2 separate regions of the Zea mays genome follow, and region 2 is linked to region 1. The links are chromatin contacts, called in public Hi-C maps. All regions are on one chromosome and are shown on one strand. The core of a region is the stretch at or near the end of the contact, and the rest is flanking DNA. Distances in the headings are between cores, read along the strand shown.

Region 1 (7,733 bases), core at 3,425-5,924:
CGACAGCCACAATGAACAAAAACCCTGGCAATCGAAATGCCATTACAAACGGAACTCTGGTTCCCCCTCCGCAGGTACGAACAACCCCACTCCATGGGGGAAGGCCTGCGGAGCAACAGAAGACTGACGAGCGGCTCGCCGCCGCCCGTTCTGACTACGACAACCACCACCCCCGCCCCGGGCGGCGAAGCGGCTTAGGCAGCAGCTTCGGGGCATGTGTTACGACAGGAGGGCTCTCACCCGCAGAGGACGAGAACCAGCCATTCAGGCCGGGAGACGGAGACCCAGGGCTACTGGCGCCCTACCTATCCCGGCATGGCTGGAGGAAGTCCCCGTGGGACGGAAGGATGCCATTCTCCCCCAGGCGCGGGGGAAGAAAAAGGCAGCCGACCCATGCGGGGGCAGCCCCCCGACTCGCCTCATCCTTCATCTTGGCCTAGATGACGAAAATCCTTGAGGCCGAGGGAGGGGTAGAGGCCGCAGCCTGGCTCGCTCTCCCCACCGTCGAACTGGAGGTCACCATCTTGGGTGACCGCCGGTCGAGGGGTGCGGCCGGGCTGCGTGATGAAAATCCTTGAAGCCGAACGATGGCTGAAAGGTACCAACTCCCACGGAGTTGCGTTCCTCCAACGAGGAGGCGGAAAGACGGTGGGTACCCCCCATCCGGGGGCTTGGAAGATGGAAAGACACGACGCATGAGGGAGGAAGAAGACATGGTTGCCTTCCGAAAGGGGTCGCCCTCCTTTTAAAGGCAACTCTCCCTACGTGCGCCCCCAAACGCCGCGGGCTGAGTCTTCTCCAACACGCTCCAAGGCCCACCCCTGCGACTCGGGGGCTGGGTCCCGCATGTCATGCAGACCGGCTCCGAGCAGAAGAAGCCAAACCGCCGCGCGTGGTGCGCACAACCGCCCAGCGGTTATAAGCGACCCCCCACTTTTGCCCAGACCAACGGGCGGGAGGGGCGGGCAGCCATGCAGGCGGCATGCAACCGCGCCAGGTGGACGCGCTTCTCCGACTTCTGACACGCCAGCTTGGAGGCCCAGGCCCACGCGTCACGCAACCAGCGCGCCAGTTGCTGCATGCAAGCAACCGCGCCACCACTTGTGTTTCGCCAGCTTGGAGGCCCAGGCCCACGCGTCACGCAACCAGCGCGCCAGTTGCTGCATGCAAGCAACCGCGCCACCACTTGTGCCACCGTCGCACCTCTTCGGTTGCGGAGCCTATGCCACGACTCGAGGCGACCCAGCGCACGGCCTAGCGGCGCCAGCCTGGCGCGATGGTCAATGCGGCCGAAAGTGGGCCGGCAGTAATGACGGTGGCAGGCGGACGAGAGCAGCAGTCACGTCGTCAGCCAGGCTCACGTCCCATCCAGGGACAGCAAGAGAGCCTCCTCCCACGGCGTGAAGACGGTGCGCCCGTGATCCGTTCCTCGAACGGCTCGCGCACACGCAACGGCCGCCCCGCCAACCACTCGCCCCGTCGCATTAACTCCGCGGCAGGACAGGCGGCGCTTCTGGCAGGAGAAGCGGACGACGCTTCGCCTTCGCCGTAATAACCGCGCCAAAAAAGGTACGCCACGTCGTTCGATTTCGTATCCTTTTCCTTTTTTTCCTCTTTCTCTATCTCTTACAACAGGGACCGGGAAAGGGGGATACCCCGAAAAGGATCCTTCCCTGTAAAGGAACCGGGCTCCGAGCCCCCCTACTGATCAGAGGTTCGAAGGCTGGCCCTCCGAAGGGTTCAACAGTCGCCTCAGATCGCGTGGGCCCGACACCCACTACTGGTCAGGGGTTCGAAGGCCGGCCCCCCGAAGGGCTCCATGGCCGCCTCAGGCTACTCGGGCTCCGCGCCCATTACTGATCAGAGGTTCGAAGGCTGGCCCCCGAAGGGTTCACAGTCGCCTCAGACGCCGAGCGAGGGATGACCAGGGGTACGTTCGATACATAACCGAGGCTCGGACTGCGCTCCCGAGGTACCCTAGGACATTTCCGAGACCAGCGGGAGCGATCTTGTAACGGAATCCCATCGGAGGGAGGCATCGAGCCCTCGGACCCCGTCGCCAGGGGACCGGGTCCGGCAGATCACCCGCGGGTACTTTTGGGCGTGCCTCTGGGCCCCTAGCCGACCCCCAACGAACGGGGCACGGACGTCCACTCGGATTACCCGCTTGCAGCTCACCGGAGACACCATGTTCGGTGCCCATCGAGGGTAACATGGCGCACTCCCCCCCTCCTCCTTGTGGAAAGGCGACGTAGGGGCGTATGCAAAAAGTCGAGTCTGTCCCTGATCGTCCTCTCGCCCTGTGCGGAGGCTCGGGGGCTGCTCTCGCAGACCCGGCTCCGGCCGAACCGTTGACAGCGTCAACATACCAGCCCGAGAACTTGGGCCCCGACCGTGCACCCGGGCTACGGCCAGTTCGCATGAGGGAACGACCAGACCAGCCGAAGCGTTACACAAGGCATTAAGACCTCGAAGGAGTGAAACCACTCCTCCGAGGCCTCGGGGGCTACACCCGGCGGGTGCGCTCGCGCGCACCCACCGGAATAAAATGCAACCGAGGAAGGCTGGTCCCCTTGCAAAAAAGTGCGACGGAAGCCTCCAAGCGAGTGCTAACACTCCCTTCGAGGCTCGGGGGCTACTGTCGGGGACCATAATTAGGGGTACCCTCAAGACGCCTAATTCTCAGCTCGTAACCCCCATCAGCATAAAGCTGCAGAGGCTTGATGGGTGCGATTAAGTCAGGGATCAGTCCATACGAGTGACTCGATCACGCTTCACCCGAGCCTAGCCTCGGACTCGGGCAGCCGACCTCGAGGGACTTCCGTCTCGCCCGAGGCCCCCCTTTTAACGGCGGACACATCTCCGGCTCGCCCGAGGCCTTGGCTTCGCTAAGAAGCAACCCTGACTAAATCGCCGCACCGACTGACCGAGTTGCAGGGGCATTTAACGCAAAGGTGGCCTGACACCTCTATCCTGACGCGCGCCCCCCGGCAGAGCCGAAGTGACCGCCGTCACTCCGCTGCTCCACTGACCGGTCTGACAGAAGGACAGCGCCGCCTGCGCCACTCCGACTGCAGTGCCACTCGATAGAGTGAGTCTGACAGGCAGTCAGGCCTCGCCAGGGGCGCCATAGGGAACTCCGCCCCGCCCGACCCCAGGGCTCGGACTCGGGCTAAGACCCGGAAGACGGCGAACTCCGCTCCGCCCGACCCCAGGGCTCGGACTCGGGCTAAGACCCGGAAGACGGCGAACTCCGCTCCGCCCGACCCCAGGGCTCGGACTCGGGCTAAGACCCGGAAGACGGCGAACTCCGCTCCGCCCGACCCCAGGGCTCGGACTCGGGCTAAGACCCGGAAGACGGCGAACTCCGCTCTGCCCGACCCCAGGGCTCGGACTCGGGCTAAGACCCGGAAGACGGCGAACTCCGCTCCGCCCAACCCCAGGGCTCGGACTCGGGCTCGGCCCCGGAAGACGACGAACTCCGCCTCGCCCGACCCCAAGGCTCGGACTCCGCCCTGGCCTCTGACGAACGACTTCCGCCTCGCCCGACCCAGGGGCTCGGACTCGGCCTCGGCAACGGAAGACAAATTCGACCCCAGCTTCGGAGGAGCCCCCACGTCGCCCGGCCTCGGGCGCGGGCCCGCCACGTCAACAGGGAGCGCCATCACCACTCTACCCCGAGCCGACTCGGGCCGCAGAGAACAAGACCGGTGTCCCATCTGACCAGCTCCGCCAGATAGGCAATGATGGCGCCTCCCAAGCTCTATGACGGTGGCGGCTCTCAGCTCTCTTACGGAAGCAGGTGGACGTCAGCAAGGACTCGACCGCTCCGACAGCTGTCCTTCCGCCAAGCTCCGTTGCTCCTCCGACAGCCACGACATCACACCAGCAGGGTGCCAAGATCTCTCCGGCTGCCACATTGGCATGTACTTAGGGCGCTAGCTCTCCCTCCGCTAGACACGTAGCACTCTGCTACACCCCCATTGTACACCTGGATCCTCTGCTTACGACTATAAAAGGAAGGACCAGGGCCTTCTTAGAGAAGGTTGGCCGCGCGGGACCGAGGACGGGACAGGCGCTCTCTTGGGGCCGCTCGCTTCCCTCACCCGCGTGGACGCTTGTAACCCCCCTACTGCAAGCGCACCCGACCTGGGCGCGGGACGAACACGAAGGCCGCGGGACTTCCACCTCTCTCACGCCCGTCTCCGGCCACCTCGCCTCTTCCCCCTTCGCGCTCGCCCACGCGCTCGACCCATCTGGGCTGGGGCACGCAGCACACTCACTCGTCGGCTTAGGGACCCCCGGTCTCGAAACGCCGACAATTATGTAATTTTATAATATATGTTCGTTCAATCATTCGTTGTGAACTCTCTTCTCATCGCTCACTTCATTGGCCGTGTTGTACCAATACATATTGGATGGAGTAAACAATAACATCAGTTAGCTAAATAAAAAAAATTATATGGAGGGCGGAGACCTTTAATAAAAAATCTTGAATTTTTTTATAGATAATTTACATGTAAACCGTCGCAACGCACGAGCAACCGACTAGTTAGGTCATAAAACCTGATACCCTGCCCTTCCTCACACCAAAAATCCTTTTACTCATATAACACATTTTAACTCTAGTAGGAGAGAAAATGTGAAAGGTGTATGATACATTCGTATGTGACATTATTTTGATTAGCAAAAATAAAGATACGGAAGGATAGGAAAACAGAAATAATGAACAAATAAAAAAACAGCACGCTAGCAACACCTTCCTCGCCTCCCCAAGACCCCAACCAAGCCATCGCTCCTGTCCTGCATCTCCATGAGCCAAAGACCAAGGAAAAAGAATAGGGAGAAAACACACCCCGAAAAACAAACCAAAAATCCCCAATCCATGAAGCCCACCACTTCCGCCGCCGCCGCCGCCGTGGCGGCGGTTACCGTCACCACCGATGACCCATCCCCTTCGCCGTCCGACTCAACGTCGGCGACGTTCACGGTCGACCGCCGTGGGGACGCTTCCGCCTCCTGCCGGTGGACGCTCCCGGACTTCCCCCGCACCCGCGCCCGCACCTTCTACAGCCGATACTTCGAGGTCGGCGGCTTCGACTGCCGCCTCCTCCTCTACCCGCGGGGCGACTCGCAGGCGCTGCCGGGGTACCTCTCCCTCTACCTACAGGTCCTCGACCCCAAAGCCCCGGTGTCGTCGTCGTCATCCACCACGACCACCACCTCCTCCAAATGGGACTGCTTCCTCAGCTACCGCCTCTCCGTAGTCCACCCCACCGATCCAGCCAAGTCGCTGGGCCGCGATTCCTGGCACCGATTCTCGTCCAAGAAGCGCTCCCACGGATGGTGCGATTTCGCGCCCTCCTCCTCCGCCCCCTTCCTCTTCCAGCCCCACGATGCCCTCGTCATTTCTGCTGACATATCTGTGCTGTCTGAGGCGGCCTCTTTCTCCGATGCCGACGGTCGTTTTAACTGGAAGGTGCTCAATTTTGGCCTCTTCCGAGAAATGATCCGCACACAGAAGATCATGAGCCCTGCATTTTTTCCTGCATCTGCCTCTGCTGGCGGGACTGACTGTGGGCTCCGGATTAGCGTCTATCAGAGCAATGTATCTGGCGCAGAGCATTTATCTGTTTGTCTGGAAAGCAAGGAGCCTGTTGTGCAGGTAGCATCCGGGTCATCGGCATTGGCATCAGGTGGTACAGGGAGTGGTGTGCCAGATGGTGATCGTGGGTGCTGGTGTCTTTTCCGCATTTCGATCCTTAATCAGAGGTCTGGTGGGAGCCATATCCACAAGGACTCATATGGTCGGTTTGGTGCGGACAGTGCCAGTCTTGGTTGGGGAGAATACATCAAGATGGATGAGTTTTTGGCTGCTGACGGCGGATACCTTGTAGATGGAGCTGTGGTGTTTAGTGCCTCAGTGCATGTCATAAAGGAGTCAAACTCATTCAGTCGGAGCTTGCCAATGGTTCCTGGAATATGTGGTGCTGGTGGTGGGCGTGCTGGGGCTAGGAAGTCAGATGGACACTTTGGGAAGTTTGTGTGGAGGATTGAAAGCTTCACAAGACTTAAGGAGCTTCTCAAAAAGCGCAAGATCGCGGGTCTGTGTATCAAAAGCAGACGGTTTCAAGTTGGGAATCGAGATTGCCGTCTTATTGTTTATCCACGGGGTAAGCACTAGGGCTTTTGCTCCTCATATGTTAGCTTTGAAATTGACTTTATCGATTCTGTTCGGACATACATTGAACTGCTTGTGGAGTGAAACTTGGTAAAATGCTGTAGGAAACTAAGCACGTGTACACCTGCATGCTCTGCACAATTTTTTTAGATACTTAAATGATTGAACAATTGTGAATTAATGGTCAAACCGTCAGAGGTGCTTGATTGAATTGGTTTGGGAATTGTAATGGTGAAATCTAGACATGCATTTGAAGTTTGCCATTCATTTGTAATTAATGAAAATTTCACCATAAAAATCAATTCTTAATTTGTACTTAGAAACATAGCTAATAGGTAATGTACCAATCAGGCAGTCAATGAATACATTGGCATAACTTCTATATGTTAGGTGTGTTTTATAACTATTGCTCTCATATAGACTGCCCTAGTTGTCCTTGTGGATGACAGGCACACTTTCTATCTTATATAAGTAGCTGCTGCCTCTTCCAATCATGTTGATTCCCATTTTTGGCCATCCATGGTCCCTGTTAATAAAGTGCTTATTAATGTGGCATAAAACCAATGGATGCCACTGATAAGTTTTCCCCATGTAGCAGCAATCATTGAGAACCACAGTGAGCATTGATTTTTCTTTTTCTTTTTGTTATAAATCCTTATTTTTCTTGAGATTGTAAAACAATGCCAATTTATGTTGGAGCTGATCCAAGAGTTGACTAATGATTATTGTATATGACTGTAGACTATATTGAACTATTAAAGCATCAAATTGATCTTAAATTCACTTTTGAAGTAGAATATGCATTTGCAACTGCAGTCGCAGCTTGGGTTTCCTGGGGCTCCTTCCATCGATATCGAAGTCAGTTTTGTAGACCAAGTACTTAGTTTTGTTTTGGGGCAGTAACTGCTGCAGTGCTGCTACTGAGTCCATATTTATATGGCAGTCCCCAAGGTTTTAGTCCATCAGAAGTGAACTTGTTTTCACTACAAGAAAATTGTGTCCATTTTTCAGTAGCATGAGTATGATTACTTGTCAATGTTGCACATGTGGGCATTCATACAATTGGGTACTGATCCTTTTACTTGGTTTTGTTTATGTTGCTGCAACCAGGGCAGTCTCAACCGCCATGCCACCTGTCAGTGTTTCTGGAAGTTACAGATCCCCGAAATACAACTACTGAATGGAGTTGCTTTGTGAGCCATCGTCTCTCTGTCATCAACCAAAAAGTGGAGGAGAAGTCGATCATGAAAGAGTCTCAGAATCGTTACTCTAAGTCAGCGAAAGATTGGGGTTGGCGGGAATTTGTGACATTAACTAGCCTCTTTGATCAGGATGCAGGTTTTCTTGTGCAGGATACTGTTGTATTTTCAGCCGAGGTTCTCATTCTGAAGGAAACAGCAACTATGCAAGAGCTTACAGATGAAGATTCTGAAACTTGCAGTTCAACTTATGGATGTCAGATTGAAGCTTTACCAAAGCGGCCATCATTCACATGGAAAGTGGAAAATTTCGTGTCTTTTAAGGAGATTATGGAGTCCAGAAAGATTTTTAG
Region 2 (7,733 bases), core at 3,736-6,235, 400 kb before region 1:
TATTACTTAGGAAATGTACCTTCGACGAAAAACATGTGGTGGATACACTGGATTAGGTCCAAAGTAGTGGTGCTTGATGAGATTTTCTCCAGCAGCGTGGTCCCTTTGGATAACTCGGCGAGGCAATGAAGAGCGCCTACGCCGCGTGCTCGTGGCTCCTACTCCAAGGTGGTCAACATGTTGACAAACCAAGAAGTTATCGATCTCATCGTCAGAATCATTGGATGACGAAGACAACACTAGGCTTTTGAATGAGTCCATGACAAGCTGAACTAAGAGTACGTACTACGTACTTTTGATGGAATGGCGGATGGTACAGAAGAGATGAGTGTCTAGATGAGTGGAGCATGCCCGCAGGGGGACCTTATTTATAGATGCCTTCAGTGTGTCAAGGAAGGCAGGAGGTCGTGGCTTGCCGTAGAAGCCAGTCGTGTGGTGCAAGCCACTCGTGTCGTGTACTAGAAGAATGTGAATCTCTAATTTTTAAAATACATAAAATTCCAACGTATTAATACTAATTATGAAGTTTGCTAATTAATTGTGGACCAAGTTACGGTTGTGTACTGTTCATAGAACAAATAAAAAAATTAATATTGGATGATAGTTGAGTTAGTTGATGATGAAAGTATATAATATTGGTGTGGTGGGATATAGTGGTTTGATATAGGGGAAATCGCTGTAGAGCGTGGAGATATAGGGGGAGAGAGAACGCCGACGTGGCACGTGAGTGCAATATAAGAGGAGAAATTTAGAGGAAACCGTTGAAGTCAGTCTAAATACACTAACGTGAATACACACCGTATTTATACGGCCGCTAAACCAAACAGGCTCTCGCATCACCCCTGGTCGATTGGGCTGAATTACGGTGAGGTGACGGTCCCCAACGATCAACACGTAGCTCGAGCTGGTAGGATACGTAGGGCGGCGGCATTCTGGCCGATGTGGGCGGTGGCGGGAGATACCGCGACCGCGAGCGATGGGCGCGGCCCTGTGCATCTGTGCCACCCTGCCACCCATCATCCGATTTGGCGCCGGAAAGGCATATTGCTGGCAGCGGGGGCACGCCACCCCCCGGCGTCTGCCGAGCCGGCAACCTCGCGATGTGTGCCGTGCGTAGGCTACACGTACACTACACGTACACTGGCCTTTGCCCCCCTTGTCCCCGAGGCCCGAGTGCAGTCTGCAGTGCTCCCCGCGCTACAGTAGCCTGCAGGGGCACGGCCGCACGGGCTAGGGTGTACGTAGGCCTGCGGCACCTACGGGTCGATGCGACAACACATCGCCTGGACGCCTGGGGATCCTGAACGAGGTTCGCTGGTGCTTACGCCAGTGCCGCATGCATGGAGGATGCGAGCCTGCGAGCGAGGTGACATGCTCACATGCACCACACCATTCCTCCCGCTACGCATTTATTCACTGCTCACGCGAATACTACGCCCCCAATATTTAGTGGATACCGAGGCTCAAAATACGAGCTGTGTGATAGTTTTACTAGTACGAAGTATATCTATCTACGCATTTTTTTCCCCTGCTACGCGTGCTGTGTTCGTTTCCCGTGTCATTTTTATGAATTTTGCCACTAAACCTTATGAGTTCCATGACACTACGTACGGGTAACAAGTAGCAGGTTCCTAGCTACTTCCCTGACATTAAGCATGTGTGTGTTGCTGTCGAAGTTGTTCACTCAAGCGCCATGCATATCCCTGTTTGAGCCCAGGCTAGGCTTCAAACCAAAGCCACAAAATTCAACAAACAATAATAGAACAGCAACGCTGTTGCATCAACTAATAACCATCATGTTCCGTGCAGAACTACAGGCTCTTCACTACTCAGCCTAAAACACTACAATCTCTCCCCTCACCAAGACTTAGTGATGCACCGAATATACTTGTCCTTGTCCATGTCGTCCCTCCACTGTTCAATCGCAGTAGCAAGGAGTAAACAGCCAATATCCCTGATCACTCTGACACCTGAGAATAAGTTGTCATTTCTCCGATTATTCACGAGACTCAACCAGCACGTATACAGGTTTTCCATTCAACTTGTACAAATCCTGCAGGGAAGTTACGTAATTTAAATCATTTTTTCCCAAATCAACCAGTTTGAAATTTGGATAAAAGTGAAAACGAATGCTTCTTTGCTGCTGCGACCGGCCGGTTACTGAAACGGACACAAGAAGCAAAACTAGGAGGACTACGTCTGTCTCAGCTTTGTTTATCCTGGGACCTATACTACACAGTATCTTGTCACTCCTGAGACCATGGTACAACACAGCAGACCCGTGCTAAATTAAAACAAAGTAATAGTATATATGATGACCAAAATAAGCAGACTGGCACATGTACGTAGTGGTGTACCTTCTATAGTTTTAATTATTTAGGCAATAACAAACGACGCCGACCGGAATCTCATGTATAGTCATCATGTCTACGGATGCCCAGCTGGTACAGATATATTGATGAGTGATCTTATGTATCGGCAAGAGAGCAGACATGTTCATGTTGTTAGTACTCTATATAACAAAGCAAGCTGTTCCTCGCCGTTGTTCATAATCAAATCATGGGCTACATGATATATATAGTAATATAATAGCCTTCGGATCCACATAGATTTTAAGACCCCATGATTCTAGAGGATTCTAAGACACAGACACAGAATCCACGAAACAACATATATAGATTGTTTTTTATATCTGAAACCCAGATTTTACAATCTCATCCGAGCATGTCTAGTACAGGCTAGTACAGCATATGGAACCTAACGTTATCATAATACGTAATACAGGCTAGTACAGTAGTATATGGCAGTATGTCAGCTAGATTTTAATAATAAACAGCTGGTTTTGCATATCAGTAGTTCAGATTAGTTGTGAATCCAGCAACGCGGTACCTTGAATTTCGGGAGCCCAATGACACACGCGCACTCGACCACATCGGCTCCAGCACGTTCTGGAAAGCAATTTGTAGTAGTAATTAGCTCAAACATAAAAAAGGGCTAATACTCACTATTACTTTACAGTAGTATCATTGTCCACATTTCTCAGGCCAACTAACTACTACGTTTAACTGAGAAGGGGGGAAAAAAATGCTACTATGTGCTGGCACATGCAGTTCCAACGCAAGCAGCAGTACTGGATACTACTTCGTTTGAATTTGAATGCATAGTAGTAGTAGAGTTGAAACCGAGCCGCTCACGTACCTAGAAGCCTGATCGCAGCACAGAGTGTCCCTCCGGTCGCAACCAGGTCGTCGATGACCAGCACCCGCTCGCCGGATCGCTCGATGGCCCCGACACGCATCTCCAGGCAATCAGTCCCGTACTCGAGAACGTACTTCTCGGAGATCACCTCACCTTCCAATAATAATAATAATAATTGTTTCCGAGAGCCGGTGTCAGCACATGATTCTACAACATTGTGGACAGAAGTGGGGAATGAATGAATGATCGGTCTCGTATAAACCGTCTGTTGCATTTTTCTTTTAATATCCCATTCACGGGACTGCAACTGCATGCAGGCCAGACAAACAACTCTGGCGGTGTCAGAGATTATGGGCTAAGCAAGAACCCTCCTCGCTAAACATATACTTGATCAGGGTGTCGCCACAGGCTGGGCACTAGATCGACAAAAGCAACAGCTGGGTACAGTGCAGAGTGTGGAGATGGGTTAAGAAGAAGAAGAAAAACAGAACATGCATGGTCATGGAATCTCTCACCTGGGAGCTTCCTTGGCTTGCGCAGAGGTATGAACTTAGCGCCAATAGCCAGCGCGATCGCCGGGCCGAACACGAAGCCCCTGGCCTCAATCCCTGGACAGGAATGTCCAAGTGAACCCAACAATTTATCAGAGCCAGCGCAAATCGCTCGATTTGTACGTCCCGCTTGTAAAGAAAAATAAAAAAAATGGAAATTCGGGAACACGGCCCGCGGAACGGAAGCGGACAGAGGATCCAGCGAGCCGCAGAGCAAAATCTCGGAAACAGTTACAGCGACAGCGACAGCGGAGCCGCGTGACATCAGGGCGCGCCACCCGCGGAAACCGACGACGGGTGTGTACCGCCGGCGTCCCCGGACCGCCCGATCCCGTGCGCCGGCCGCACGCAACCGTCCGATCACGCGGTCCCAAGGGGGGCCACGTACCGGACGAGGCGGAAAAGCCTGGAAAGTCGCGTCGGCCCAGGTCAGTCATGTGCCAACGGACCCGGGGCAGGTGCGGGCGCGCGCGACGACAAAAGCCCGGGGGAGCAAAAGGACCAGGGTGATCTCAGAGATTTTACGGAATCTCAGAACTCTGCCCACAGCTCAGCTAGTCAGCTCCCCCCGCGGCTGCACGCGCACGGCCGGGACGACAGCGACGTGCCGCTCCAGTCACCGCAAGGCTGCCTACTCGGCACTCGGCAGTCGGCACTCGGCAGAGAGAGGTGGGCGGGACGATACTAGGGGAGGTGTCCGTCGGGTTCTGCTGCTTACCGGCGACGGCGTCGATGCCCATCCCGCGGTACCGCTCGACGAACAGGTCGACGGCGTCCTTGAACACCCTGGGGCGCAGCAGCAGCGTGGTGATGTCGTTGAACATGATGCCTGACCGCAAGCCCCCCAACGGCGCACGCATGATGCATGCACACACACACATACACAAGAGCGCGCGAAGCAGAAAAAAAAAAGAACGGTCAGCGTTACTGGCAAGCGGCGGCGTGATCAATCGGAGAGCAGCGCGTGGATGGAGATTGGAGAGGAATGAAAGAATGAACACGAGGAGGCCAAGGGCAAGGGCATGCACGCACCTTGCTTGGGGAAGTGCGGCACGACGCGGATGGCGTCGGAAATGCCCTGCAGCCGGGGGTCGGCCGCGGCGGCGGGGGCTGCAGCCGGCTCGCGGCCGACCTCCTTGCCCACCGGCTTGGCGTTGGTGCCGGCCTCCGTCAGGCTGACGGCGTCGCAGCTGGCCTCCTCGCCCATCAATTAATTCCTCTTTCTCTCTCTCCCACGCTCGGCTGGCTCGCTTGCTCGGTCCAAAACAAGCTTCCTCCTACGCCTTTGTTGTTGCTTGCTAGACTGGTGACTGGTGAGTGGTGAGCGAGCTAGTATTGAAGCAAGTGCCGGGGCTCCCTCGTTGCGCGCTGTTTATAAAGAGGAGGGCAGGAGAGCAGTGATGGTACGGCACGGCAGCCCACACCACGCATATATAGAGCCTACTAGTAAGACACTATACGTGCATAGGCACACCATCTCTCTCTCTCAGTGTGTCTCAATGTGTGACACTATACTTGCACAGTCGTAGACACAGTACGTGACAATGTGAGTGAGTGATGGTGGGTATTCCTCTTCCTCTTTTGGTGAAAAGCTTCGCGCCCTAGACTAGACCCAGTATTTTGACGGGCAGCGCCTAGCCGTTTTCAGAGAGGAAAGGGAAAGAAAACGGGGTGCGTTAGACTGCTTTCAACGGTTCCCATCGACCTCCCTCTCCCCCTCCCCTACCCCTTAGCCGTTTAGGGCCTATTAGCTTAGGCCCTCCTCGGCCGGGATCACGGCCTAATCCCATGGAATACCACCTCCTGGAAACAATCCTGGTCCAAAAAAGAAAGGCGCTCGGTTAAGTCCCTTTTGTCCCCCGTCCTAGAACTGTGCCCGGTCGAGTTCATGATTTTTTTATTGCCCCTGGTCTAGAACAGCGCCCGGTCTCTTAGGGGTGGAACGGCACCCGCGCGACATAAGTCGTAAAGAGTAGGCGGCAACGACGGTGTATAGGTGCGACATTAACCGAATAAACTTTTTGAGGCAGGGATTAAACATAGAGGGATTAAACCCCCAAGAGGATTAAGTGAAAGGGAGGGATCCACTTAATCCCTCCATGAATTAGATCCACTTGGGGATTCAATCCCTTGTAAACGAACATGCCCTTAGGGGGTTCAAATCCCTACGACGGTGCCCCCTTTGAACTCCTCTACACGCTACAATTTAAGTGGAGGCTACAGGAAACAAACAGATGTGGGGGTGCGACAGTGAGCCCTCTGCCCTCGGTTTACGTGTGCGGCAGTGTTTTTTAGTTGGGAAAAATGATAATAGATGGTGAATATGTATGAAAAATGATATTTTATGATTATAGTGGGGTATAGGGGAATGATTTAGGGGGAACCGCTGTACAGGGTGGAGATATAGGGGAAGAGAGATAGCTGACGTGGCGGGAAAGTGAGGTATAGGGAGAGAAATTTAGAGGAGATGATTGAAGACATACTTAGTCGTCAAGAGCCATGCAGTAGGCGCTGCCGCTGCTCCACGCACCTCCACTTGGGCTGGCCTAGCCAGTAGCTACCGGACCGCACCGGATTTCGCTTGTGGGTAGTACCCCGCCACCGCGCCCCGTCGGAACTCGCAGCGGCAGGGCCGGGTGGAGTGGGAGATCAGCCTACCTGCTGCCGCTGGCCGCTGCCTACATGAGTTGCAGAAAAAATACCATTTTGTTCAGTACCGTATTCCGTTTTTATCCGGACTATTTTTATATTTATGAGAAAAAATGGAAACCGGAGACAAACGGGATGATATATTACGGGAACGGGAACGAAACGGTTCAGTGTTTTTTCATACGTACTTCTGAAATCCGTTCTTTTACCGGGATATTCCCGTTTTCTCTGTTTCTAGAATCCCGTTTTAGGGTTCTTTGATGATCGGACAACACATTGAAAAGTGTAGTACATCCCTATAGTAACGGCATCTAAAAAGGCAGCATGGAAATCTATTGCAACAATCCATTGTCTAAAAGACTACACCCCCATAGTTCAAAGTAACCCATGTTAGTGTGCCTGCATGATAAATATATATTTCTTTACTCTCTAGCAACATCAAAGTATGCGATACAATCTCACAAAAACAAATGATACAAAACATGAAAAATAAAGCCTAATGTTATATGATGATGCTTGTTGCTGCCACCACCAAGTAACAATTTTGTGTTCTATGTTCTAGTCCTCATCCTCATCTATTAAAGCCGCATGTGGTTCAACTATATTTTGCTTGAAATAATCAACCTCTAAATCATCGGCGACCTAAAACAAGAATTCATCCTCCTCCCCTCTCTACCTTTGCATGTAGTAGTTTACTTCCAGTAGATCAATGAGATCATAAAGTCTAGCATTCTCATCCTCATCTCCCCACCCTTACCTTCCTCCACAATCTAAAATAACATTATGTGACCAAATTTGTTTTTCTACTTCTCTGCCTTCTTTTTAAAACTTGTCCTATGCTATCTTAGTGACATGGTCACCGTGTCCTGGTTTTCTTACATGGACGCATACAAAAAAGTTAGCCATGGTAACTAAAAGAAGGTAATAAAAACATACAGTGTCAATGCACTCACTAGTAAATTTACGCAAGCCAGAAACAAGCTCTGTCATGATCTGTATTGGAACTTTTCCATCCTCCTTTATCCTCTCCTCTCGGTTTCGCTTGGTAGCAACCTTTTTCCTCCCAAGTGAACCATTCGAGGGTACCTGGATGTATTGGGTGATTTAGATCCCTTTTTTGGTATCACAATGTTGCTCCTTTCAATACTTAAGGTAGTTATTGAGGAGCTCAGATTCACATCTAAACTTCTGGCCAAATGAACCTTCTATCTTATTGTATCCCTAACTTCCACTGTATCCACACATGATTATTATTTATATTTGCTAGTACTCTATTGAAAGGAATTAGTTAATTATGAAAAAAATCAAAAGTAAAGAGTAAAAGATGTAACCAAC

The links. A called contact is a pair of places that touch in the nucleus more often than the background predicts.
Region 2: a Hi-C map of ear shows a contact between it and region 1, with 4 times the contacts expected there. The contact joins the promoter of LOC100275070 here to the promoter of LOC103655564 in region 1. A contact is called at or near these places in 7 of 25 Hi-C or Micro-C datasets (ear, endosperm, leaf and 2 more) and 1 of 3 datasets of contacts at active chromatin or transcription factors (leaf).

What each region holds. Positions count from the first base shown.
Region 1 is chr4:142,690,040-142,697,772 of Zm-B73-REFERENCE-NAM-5.0, reverse strand. LOC103655564 reads left to right here and starts at 4,674. Exons shown (of 10, transcript XM_020552629.2): 1 at 4,674-6,173; 2 at 7,292-7,733. The coding sequence starts at 4,814.
Region 2 is chr4:143,086,897-143,094,629 of Zm-B73-REFERENCE-NAM-5.0, reverse strand. It overlaps LOC100275070 (Adenine phosphoribosyltransferase 2), which reads right to left and starts at 4,985. Exons shown (of 6, transcript NM_001317853.1): 1 at 4,782-4,985; 2 at 4,468-4,578; 3 at 3,714-3,806; 4 at 3,199-3,351; 5 at 2,890-2,948; 6 at 1,749-1,970. The coding sequence starts at 4,956. The coding sequence ends at 1,959.